Regions from separate parts of the Zea mays genome. Here all the other regions are linked to region 2. A link is a contact called in public Hi-C data. All regions are on one chromosome and are shown on one strand. The core of a region is the stretch at or near the end of the contact, and the rest is flanking DNA. Distances in the headings are between cores, read along the strand shown.

What was found. A called contact is a pair of places that touch in the nucleus more often than the background predicts.
Region 1: a Hi-C map of tassel shows a contact between it and region 2, with 2.8 times the contacts expected there. The contact joins the promoter of LOC103636641 here to the promoter of LOC100383096 in region 2. A contact is called at or near these places in 8 of 25 Hi-C or Micro-C datasets (bundle sheath, ear, endosperm and 2 more) and 1 of 3 datasets of contacts at active chromatin or transcription factors (seedling).
Region 3: a Hi-C map of tassel shows a contact between it and region 2, with 2.3 times the contacts expected there. The contact joins the enhancer-like site here to the promoter of LOC100383096 in region 2. A contact is called at or near these places in 5 of 25 Hi-C or Micro-C datasets (bundle sheath, ear, leaf and 2 more).

The regions. Positions count from the first base shown.
Region 1 is chr8:180,420,319-180,424,126 of Zm-B73-REFERENCE-NAM-5.0, forward strand. LOC103636641 (basic leucine zipper 6) reads right to left here and starts at 1,495. Exons shown (of 4, transcript XM_008658997.4): 1 at 716-1,495; 2 at 479-569. The coding sequence starts at 1,191.
Region 2 is chr8:180,643,139-180,646,583 of Zm-B73-REFERENCE-NAM-5.0, forward strand. It overlaps LOC100383096 (Putative DUF1421 domain family protein), which reads left to right and starts at 1,753. Exons shown (of 3, transcript NM_001175767.1): 1 at 1,753-1,881; 2 at 2,982-3,251. The coding sequence starts at 3,078.
Region 3 is chr8:180,483,723-180,487,681 of Zm-B73-REFERENCE-NAM-5.0, forward strand. No RefSeq gene overlaps it. Among protein-coding and RNA genes, the nearest start is that of LOC103636642, 12 kb to the left of the region's middle. Within about 2 kb of position 1,554, at least 11 of the 20 cell types and tissues checked have an H3K27ac peak or open chromatin away from gene starts, as enhancers often do. A contact at or near this core is called in ear and tassel, where this site is marked.

The DNA of each region.
Region 1 (3,808 bases), core at 245-2,744, 220 kb before region 2:
CTTAGTGTTGGTGCACACGACTTTTTTTGACAGTGTATCTAGCTCCTTCTATCTTTCTTTTCTTTTACATTAATAACAGGGTACCCTTATTACAATGGCTGAATCTATCAGAATTTCTGGGCTTGCAGAGACCGAATAACATCTCATCTCGAGCTGAAGCTTCCCGCCATAATCGTCTAAGAGAAGTTTTTTTTTTCAGACCATTTTGTTCCACGGCATGGATGCAAATGCATCATGCATGCGCGCGCGTCCTTATCGATCTAGGACGTTTGACGGAGAGCTGCTAAATCGTGCTTGCACAATTGCACATGTATGTACGTAGTAATTTCTTGCGCAATGTCCATTATTATATGCATGCTAGTGTTTACGCTGAAGGTAGAATATAATTGGATTATTTACGCTGAGCAAGAATGCAGTCGTAGAAGCTTCATATACGTACTATCGATATTATGTATAGTAATTGTGCGTGTATACGTACCTGCAGTGTTGTGACGCTGCGCTCGAGCTCGGAGATGTACTGCAGCTTCCTCACCCGCGACCTCTGAGCCGACTGCCGGTTGGCAAGGATCCTGCCAGAATTTCAAGCCCGCCGGCCGCGTTTCAGTCCACAGATCAAGATGGATTACCTACCGCCTGCAGGAGAAACGCATTGTTTGCCTGCGCACAATTACGGGCGGCGCACGCATGGTGTGCTAGCTCGTTCGATCGGGCTCACCTCTTCACCCTCTTAGGGTCCCGGATGAGCTCCGTGGAGGCGACGACGGCAGCTTGTCCTCCAGTCGCCGCCGGCGCTTGCGCATCCACGACTCCGTTCTGCTCGCCGCCGCCACTGCCGGTGGAGGGAGCGCCTCCCGCCGGGCCGCCGCGCGCGCCACGCTTATCGCCGTCGCTGTCGCTGCTGCCGCCGTTCTCGGACCCGGCCGCGGACGACCCGCCTCCGCCGGCCTCGTCGGGTGGGAACATGGACAGGAGCTGGTCGTCGTCGAGCCGGTCGAACTCGCCGGCCCCGCCGTCGGCCGGCGCCACCTCGACGAAGGCGACCGAGTCGCTGAGCGACCTGCGGTGCGCGCCCCGCCGCGCCGCCGCGAACTCGGCGAAGTCGTCCGCCCACGCCGCCGCCGCGCCGTGCTGGCCCCCCTCGGGCCAGTGGTGCACCTCGGTCGGGATCCTGGGCGGCAGCTGCTGCGCCATGCAATGCAACCGGCGGCTGGCCTCGCGCGAACAATGTGCGCGGCGGCTCTCGGTCTTAGCCGCGCCGCCAGCAGTGCGTGCTCTCGCTAGCTCTTGCGATTTGGCGCCGGCGCCTGCTGGAGTTTGGTTTTATATATAGTGGTGCTGTGCAGTAGCCGGGCGGGCAGCTTGTGCCGGGGCGAGGACGAGCGAGGGGCATGGAGACGGATGGGAATTGGAACCGGAGGGTCAGTCACATGGGACGAGACTTTTGGAACATGAGGACAGCCTGCGCCAGCTAGCTAGCTAGCGATCCAGTGGAGTGGACGCTCGTTTCGAGTGGCAGCGAAAGCTGAAAAGGGGCAGAGGCAGGCAGTTATGTAGGTGGGCAGGGAATCCCCGTCCACGTGCCGCTGTCCGCCCGCCCGCCCGCGGATCCACCGCTCCTCCCTCGTTTGCTGCCTTGGGCGAGCCGCGAGCGTGGCGACACTGCGGGCGGGCGCTAGAAACGGACCAGCGAGCGGTTGTTGTGCCGCCTAAAAATGGCCGCGTCACTGTCGCCATGCAACGACCGTGGCGCGGGCAGTGGCACGGGTGGGATCGTGTGATGCCGGCCGCCGGTACTTGAAACCAAGCGATTATTTAGGCAATTAGCTAGGGAGAGCGATTACATGCATGTCGTTGTGTTGATCACATGCCGGGACACGAGCTTCGTTTTCATGCAGGGCGCCGTGTCACGAGGATGCGCCCTGCTGGACCACCGCCATGGATGGCCGAGTGATGGCCGGCTTGATTTGTTTGGTGGTGACTGGTGACTTGTGAGCAGGCGATTCTCCATGCCGAGGTGAATCGGAGGTAGCGGCGGCGGAGATGGAGCTGGGTGAGTGCCTAGCACTGCCGGTACAAGAAGCAAACGAAAGTCGCCTGGTCGGCCGTGTCCTCGTCTGGAGCCTGGAGGTTGGAAGGGCGCCTTCACTTGCTTCCATAGTCTGCGCTGCGGTTCGTGTCAGAGATCTACGTAAATAAACAACGGACCCTTTGGTGGCAGCTTTGCGCCCCAAAAACCACTGCGCCCGTATCGTTCCGGCAGACAGCAGCATGTTCGCAAATCCCCTCGGGATCAGAGATCTAACCGTGTGTCCGTCTTTTTCCTCGCCGTCGCTGTCTCTCGCCACTCGGGCTCCCTACTAAGCGCGCTTTCCCTGTTCGGCAGCCAGGATCCAAACCAGTCAGTAACAAAGCCAGCCCAGGATCAAGTGAATCATAGGTTGTCACTCATTCCTGTCACCAGCTCGTTTCCAGATTCGGAACCAGTCCGGAAGGTAGGTGACCTGGACTCGTTCCGGGCCGAGGATTGAGGGATGGGAATTAAAATCAGGCGGGTTTGTTAAACGAACAACTCTAGGAGACTGGACCAAATTCTAAACTGGACTGATTCGTTCCTGCCGGAATGAGGCACGGAATGGGCTTATCCAGCCAAAACTAACGAGGCCTTAGAGTGTTTGGTTGCCCCAACTAAAGTTTAGTTTATTTAGCATCGAATGTTTTAGTCTAATTATAAAACTAATTACACAGATATTGACTAAAAGATAAAATAGACTTATTAAACCTAATTAAGTCTTTATTTAATATTTGTAATTAATATTTAAATAGTTGATGAGATAGGAACTAAACTTTAGCTAGGGCCTAGAAGATACACGAGTTTCAGGATCCAGGAAAGTAGGAAACCGAGTGGCATCTATAGGTTGCCAATGAATCGTGCCTGAGACCAGACCATCATATGCCGTGTCATTTTCGTCGGGACGAAGCACGACACTATTACACGTCGGGTAGTGTCGTGCCATCACGTGGGCATGAGGATTGGCCCAAACACAGCACTGTTGATTTATCTAGATCCTGCAGACAGGTAGTGCTGGCCCAGGACCTGCTCGCTCCATACAGTGTACGACGGGAACTGCAGAAATCATAGATTCATAGTTTAGAAACGGTAGGAATCAGATTCAGATTGAAATACCCGAATGCAGTGAACAGAATTAGCAGCTTCAGTTTGATTACTGTCTTGATGGGCCATGTGTAGGTCTCTCTTGTGGCCCACTATCTAATTTGTGTCGTGGCTAGTGTGCCTAGCACGATGTAATCTATGTCATGGTTTTTTATGTGAGCCCGTGCTGGGCCGTGTCGGGTGGCCCATTTACACTACTGTCGCTGGTGTAGCTGCGGAAAAGAAAAAAAAGGCTTGTGACGGCCGACGACGGGGCACGCGGGTGGGCTAGTCGGCGGCGAGGATGCTGGGGGGTCGCCGCCGCCGCTGGATCCTGCTCGAGACTCTGCTGCCAGTGACTGGCGTGCTAGGCCGTTTGGTGAAAGTAAAAGCGAAACGAACGAGCGCAATTCGGATTCTGTTCCGGCCGCTATGCAAAGGTCGGCCGCTGACTATTAATTCTGTCAATCGGCTCTTCCTAGACACGTGTGTGGCTCAGTGATGCGACTAATCACCGTCCCGTCGGTTTCTGGCTGGGGCACCCACCACCCAGTCTATCTCACGCCTCGCTTTTGTTACTCCCAACCCAACCGATAAGAGCTCTTGTCGTTTATGCCAAGTTCAGGACGTGGACCATCCATCGATCGTGGAACAAGT
Region 2 (3,445 bases), core at 503-3,002:
CAACGGCCTCCTTCCCCGCGCCGACTATGTTAGTGGAAGGCGGCCCTCCTCTCAAAGAGACCTTGAGAGGCTTTCCGAGGGGGGTGCATGCATATCAAGGATCAAGCCCTTAGAAGATGACTCACTCAGAGGATCACCACCCAAGACTATGCCAGTCTCTGGCACTAAATGGACTCATGCTCAGCGTGTAATGACCATCTCAAGATGGGTCCGCCCTGTAGGGTTTTTACCCGCGGGCACGTAGGTAAAATGTGCTTGTTTCCATCCCTAGCTGTCGCATGGTTGCGGTCTTGTCTTTTCTCCAATCCCCTATGTTACAACAAAAAAGCTATCTCAAAACTGGTGTTAGATTAGATTGATATAAAATATACCATGGTAAACTATGGTATTGAAAAACAAGGTTCTCAAACAGGCTCTAAAAGTCTAGTCATATAATTACATTTAATAATGGATCTATCTCCTTTTATAAATTGTCGACTTAGCAACCTGATTTAGGGTTAGATATCAAGCCAGCTCGGCTCGGCTCGGCTCGGTTCGATGGAGCTCAAGCTGGCTCGTTAAGGTAGCTCGACTCGGCTTGTTTGCAAGGTTCGAGCTAGCTCGTTTAGCTTGCGAGCCACAATAAAAAACAATATACATATTATTAAAATAATATAATCAATTACTAATTAGTTCTAAATCAATTTAACACTAGAAAAAAGTAATAATACTCATAATTTCACATATCACATCAATCCAGCACTAAATTAACAAAGCTCATCACTTATATCCAACACAAGTGTAGGCTTTGTTTTTTCTAACAAATAATCGCTCGAGCTAACGAGCTGGCTCAAGCTTGGCTCGAGCTGGCTCGTTAACAAACCGAGCTGAGATGCTAACTCAGCTCGTGACAAAATTGAAACGAGCCAGAGCCGAGTCGAGCCGAATTGACCACGAGTCGAGCGAGCCAACGAGTCACGAGTAATTTGTCCAGCCCTAACCCAATTTATTTGCTCTATATCTTTTTCACGTCACCATAAATCTAACATGTCCATCGTCTTATTACTCTGTCTGTCTTAAAATATAATTCGTTTTAAATTAAAAATACACTCAATACACACATTGATTAATTTATAAATATAGTTTATATGGATATCTATATTTATTATCACTCATTTGAATATGGATGAAAGAAAAAAAAGCTAGAAAAAACCATATTTTAGAAGGAAGAAAGTACTACTACCTCTATCTCATAAAGAATGTCTTTAATTTTTTTATCAAGTTTGACTGACTCGTTTTATTAAAGAATTATAATTATTATTTATTTTTATTATGATTTAGTTTAGCATACTATATACTTTAACTATGAACTAAAACTTTTATATTTCCACAAATATTTTAAATAAGACAAACCGATTAAATTCGGTCTAAAAAAGTCAAAGAACGGAGGGAGCATTATATTTGCCTTCGGCCCAAAGAAACATGAACCTAAAAAGATCAGATCGTTCATAGGGCCAAGTCAACACGCGGTAGGTCTTGGAACTTTCGTCCCGAGTCGAGACTCGAGACGGCGAGAAGCCTTTCTGCTAATCTCTTCACGGCGGGCGGTAGCACAGGCCAAACCGTCTAAGACGTCATCCTAATTCCTTCACGCTAATCTCTCTGCTTCCTCTGTTCCTTCCCTTTCCCCTCCTCCCCCTCCCGTTTTCCTTTCCCTTTTTCCTCCACACAAGCAACCTGCCGCCCGGGAAAAACCCTAGACCGGCGATGTCCGTCCCCGGCGCCCCCGCGGGCGGCGGTTCCCGCAGCTTCGACTTCGGCGCCGACGACGTGCTCTGCTCCTACGATGACTTCGCCGCCTCGTCCGAGCCCAAGCGCCCCGATCCGGCCGACAGTGCGCCCGTACGCTTAATCCACTTTTTTTCCTTCTCTGATCTGTCCCTACAGCGGCGCGTTGCCTTAGGGTCGATTTTGGTTCTATGGTTGGGTATCATTTTTTCGTCGAATCCTTATGCTGGATTGGTAATTTCTAGCCAGGACAAATGAAACTGACCTAAACAAGTTCGCTTTCTTATTTAACTGATTCAGATGGAACGTTTTGTGGGTTTGCATGTAATTTGTGCATGGCTTAATTTTCTGACTCATCAACTGTCTTCTTAATTCATAAATGACTTCTCATAGTTTTTATCATTTGCCTTTGTGCAAAATCGTGTCACTCTAGTTATATATCTGGCTATCTGCGATGCTTTCAGATTATCAGGGGTTTGCAATTTAGCCAACAGAGAGTCAACCTTTCCACTTCATGTTAGGTTTAAACCGAACTACTCTGTGTGGTCTTGCTGTCGTGACATGAGAGCCATGTTGTTTTAAACAGGAGATGCTATGATATTACCCTTTTGGCCCTCTTCCATATTAAATAATCCCATTGTGAAACAATGATTAATGGTGGCTATGTTTGTTTTACCTGAGTTATGTTGAGGAATTAGGTGTATGCTTATGGAAACATGACTCTGCATGCCTTGTAATGTGGATTGCATTATTTGTATAAGTTTTGGCATATACTTATCTTTGAGAATTCAGACCCTGCAGAAGCTATTGTTCTCTCAAAAAGTCTCGATGCTAGGTTGCAAACTTGGAACTTTTGAGGGTATATTTTTAGGGAATATCCAATGTTTCTATTATTGATGAACTAGGAAAAAGAAATCCATATGTACTGATACTTTGCGCTTAATAAGGTGCACTGTTGTAAATTTTAGGATGGTTCTTTTCCAAGGGTCGTTGCCTTGGTATTATGTGCATACTGTTGTATCAAATGTTCTGGGTCAATTGCTTCCCGTGCATATGTCCACACAGCTCTATTTACTGGTCAGGCTGGCTACCTTGCTCAATGTCTTCATATGAATTAGCGAATTGGTGGCGTTTGGTCTCTCTGATATGTGCTTGTGATGATTATATTTGCCTTGTATTCATTATTCTCAGCCCTCCCTGTGCTTTTGCAACAGGATTTTCATGATAGCAGATTGGGGAGGCCATTTGTGAAACCTTATGAACAAGAAAGTTATGGGAAAGAGGATGTGCTTTCTGCTGTTGAGAAATGCATGAAAAAGTATGCTGATAATTTGCTACGATCTCTTGAGGGAATCACTAGTCGGCTTTCGCAACTGGAGATTTATTGCTATAAGCTTGAGAGATCCATAGGTGAACTTCGAAGTGATGTGCTTCGTGATGAGACTGACCATAGGTTGAAGTCTCTTGAGAAACATCTAAATGAAGTAAGTAAAGTGCTATTTTGAGCAATATTGTGTTTCAGAGTAGATGATGCTTCCACATTACTCTCATGCTGTCTGTCTCTGCATTCTTATGAATGAATGATTCTAGTATCAATACTATGATCATGTTATATGCTCATCAATATCATTATTGATTTAATGTACTATGATAAATTCCCTAGATGAAACCATCTCAC
Region 3 (3,959 bases), core at 304-2,803, 160 kb before region 2:
TAGACGACGTACGGCACCCTCGTTTCTCCGCCGTCGTCCCGGCGTACGGCGTACCCACCGCGGCCGGTAGTACAAGTACCCCGACCGCGCCATCACGCAGGCACAGTCGCCTTCCTCCGCCGTCATTAACTACAGGAAGCAGACTACGCTCGGGTAGCTGCAACCGAGCTGTGAGCTAGGCGCTGCAAGCTAGCTAGATCCGTCGGCTCCTGCTTGGTTGGCTGCACTCAATGCATGCATGCATATGCGCGCGGCCAATTATTCGAGAACGGACAATTGGTTTTATTGATCCGTCCTCTCGTGCTGGGTCGCCTCGTCCCGTCGTCTTCGTCGTCACCCCTGCAGCCGCCTGCTGCTGGCTCCCCCTCGCTCCTTCAGTCTGGACGTCTCGTTTAGGTGCGGCCGCGCCATTGCTAAACTTGGTTAGCCCCCCTTTGCTAGAAATAAATCGGTCCCAGAAAAACCTCTGTGCGCTTTCCTCGCTCACATTTAATAATTAGAGAATGTACAAAGACTCCGGCTCGGTATTCTAAATACAAAGCAACGGTTAAGGGCGTTCTAAGAAACTAATAGGGTGTTTGGTTTGAGTAATGAGTTAGTCCATCATCTTCTCACTTCTCACTTTTTTTTTGGTTTATGGAATGAAATGAGTTGATCTATCACCATCTCATTCTTCATAGTTAGTTAGTTAGTACTAATATGAGGAATGAGATCATCTCACCAAATTTGAGGAATGAGTTTATGATGTACCACCTCATTTTGGATTGAGGGATTCCTCAGACCAAACACGCTCTAAGTGTGCGTTTGATTGTAATGATAGAACGAGATGAGATAAGAATATAAGACGATCACTTATATAAGGTTGTTTGGTTCAGGATGAAAGGTTGAAACATGATAATCTCTCCGATTGCCTCCTAAAATTAAAGGAATAAGAGAGGATGATAGAGGACGTCCCTGTCTCCAGCTATCCCGCATCAAACACATCATAAGTGTATTATGTTTAACACCTAATATTAATGGTAAGATAAATTATTATATTTTTATTTTTCTCTCAGCTGCACATCAGTCATCAGCTAGAAACAACCATTGCGGACGCTCTAAGACCAACTCCAGCAAGACTCCGTATCCCACTCCGCATCCGCATTTTGCACGGTCTGAGGCACTATTGCGCGCTCCAGCAGGCTCCGCATCCCTCTCCGTAAAATGGACGCCGTGTCCCTGCGCTCCCCATTTCCACACTTTCTCTCTCCTCTCCGTAGCTCTCTGCGTGCGCGCGCGCCTGCTGGCGGGCCCCAGGTGTCATAGACTGCATGCGGAGTGGGATGGGGAGTGTTGCTGGAAACGGATACGGATACGGAGAGGAGAGAGAATGTGTTGGCCGCGCGTTTTAGGGATACGGAGAGGCAGACTGCTGGAGTTGGTCTAAGAGACTGTACGAAAGCCCTTTGCTGTCTTGCGGAACAGGCTGCTGCCTGCTAGTAGAACCCTTTGCTGCCTTGCCGCCCGCTCCTAGTTGCACACATATCAATGCAGGTAGTATCGGGTCCACTTCCAGTTCTCAGGATTCCTGGCATGTCCGATGGCGACGACGACAGTCTTGTGTACGTGTAGGAGGTGCATGTTACTGTGTACAGATCCAAAACAAGTAGTGTGACCGTAATGGTTCGATCGATGAGTACGTGCATCATAGTCAAGTGCACATGTCCTCTTATCCGGGGTTCACTCTAACACCGTCCTTACAAATGTTCCGTTCTTTTTTATTTGTCACTATTTAATTTAAAAATAAACTAGCGGACGATAAATATTCAAGAACGAACGTAATACTTTATATGTTAAAAAAACAAGTACTCAAATATCCGTGTGCCACGGGTCCATGGCTAGAAAAATCTTTAGGGCTAATTTGGAAGCCACCTTTCGGTTTTCTGACTCCCAAACTAATAATACAACAACCCTAGATTAGTAACAAATGCTAGATATTAATTTATAGATAAATATTGGTTATACAATACTAATCAAAATCCCAAAATAAAACCATTTTAGCTTTTTAGTTAATTCATACAATAATTAATGTATTTGTTTTATATATACGTCTAGATTTATCATCATCTATTTAAATATAGACATAATATAAATCAAGAGCCAAAACGACTAATATTTTGGAACGGATGGAGTACTAATCTTAATTACACTTACTCTCTTAAATTCATTCATACTGTAACATAGATATTTTCTACGCCACCTTTGGTACATAAACCTTCTCCAACTTCAGATCCTTGACTGTAGCAACATTGTAGGGTCACTATAAGATAGCAGAGTTGGAGCTAGAAGAGCTGAAAATTATATAGCTTCAATCTGCTGCACCCTTTTCGTAGTTCATTTAGAACCTCGAGAACTGAAATAGCTCCACGCTGTAGTTGCAAATGGTGCTGCTACCTGCTACAGTATCTATCAGGTGGAGCTAGAGCAAAATGTACCACTAGTACAGAGAAGTTCTGTAGTGGCGGTTGAAAACGTATTTATACTGACGTATTTTGGTACCGCCAGTGCTCGTAATAACCAATCGCCAGTGGAGATTGCGTTCCAATGGAGTTTTTTTTAATAAAACTGCCAGTGGAAATTAGATTATCACTAACAGTTTAGTTACACCAACCGCTAGTGAAAATAGTCCATTTTCACTCGCGGTTGTGTTAAGAGAACCGTTAGTGGAAATAGATTTTCACTAGCGGTTCCTTAAGCCGGCCCACATGTTTTTTTTTTCACGGACGTCTGATAACCGAAATTGCTAGTGAAAATTTGAACGTACCGCCAGCTTTGAGCTCTTTTCTACTAGTGTACCAAAGGGGGCTTATCTTTGTCCATCTATAGTAGGCTTCACCAGTTACCGATGAAAGAACCATCAAGCCGAAGAGAAGGTTGAATTAGGCTTTCTAAAAAACTACTAAAACTATGGCCTATAGTTTTTACATAGTCAAATTAAAATGTATACAATAAAATCATTTATCTAGATATACAACAAAAGTTTTGATAGGTATGGTGGTACCTATACGATAAAAGAGTTATATGACTTAGGTTTCAATTCTCTCAACTAGCCTAGCAAACTAAACTAGAAATACAAGCATATAACCTAAGATACACAAATTAAATTAAATGTGGCAGCTTTAAATGAGATAGAGATTGTGGGGATTGTATTTAGCTCTTATTGAGTGAAGACATGCTCATGTAAACATGGGCGACATTTCCCACAAGATGTGTCTCCATATTATTAAGTTATGGATTACTGCAACTAACTCCAAAATCATGAGTCGTGTAATTCAATTTCTGAATCTTCAACTAGCAAAATGCATAAGTAGTGATACAACCTTCTTATATGAGCACATGTCCCAAACCATTACTAGAAGCATCATAGGACTTGTTAATGTCGCGTTGAGCTAAGACAGGTGCAAAAACCATGAGGTAGCTGACTAGTACTAGAGGTTGTTGCCTAGTCTGCACATAATGATAACCAACCTGATGAACAACCAAACCAATTTGGGAGGTTGGCTTCAAGATTTCGTGTGAACCATTTCCCTCTTCTTCCTAATTGATATGAAAACTATTGAACATGGTGGCTCTAGTAACGAGATCATGGAAAGTCGTATAACCACCGATAAAGACCTTTGCCCTCATTTCATCATTCGACCCATAATCAAAATAGAAACACCTAATCTCATATGTAGTCATATAACTAGGGGCATACTGGACCAAGTCATTAAACTTTGCTAGGTATTCCTAAACAGATAGGCCCCCTTGGCTCATCTAGAAAAAACTCCTTACCATTCATCTACTTGGAATCATTAGGGCTATAGTGTTTTCTGAAAGCTGTACTAAATTTATCATATATGGGTTGATGATCAACATGTTGCCTAGAAATAAAGGCAACAAAGCAACAACTAGAATTCCCCCTAAATTGTTGGGATGCA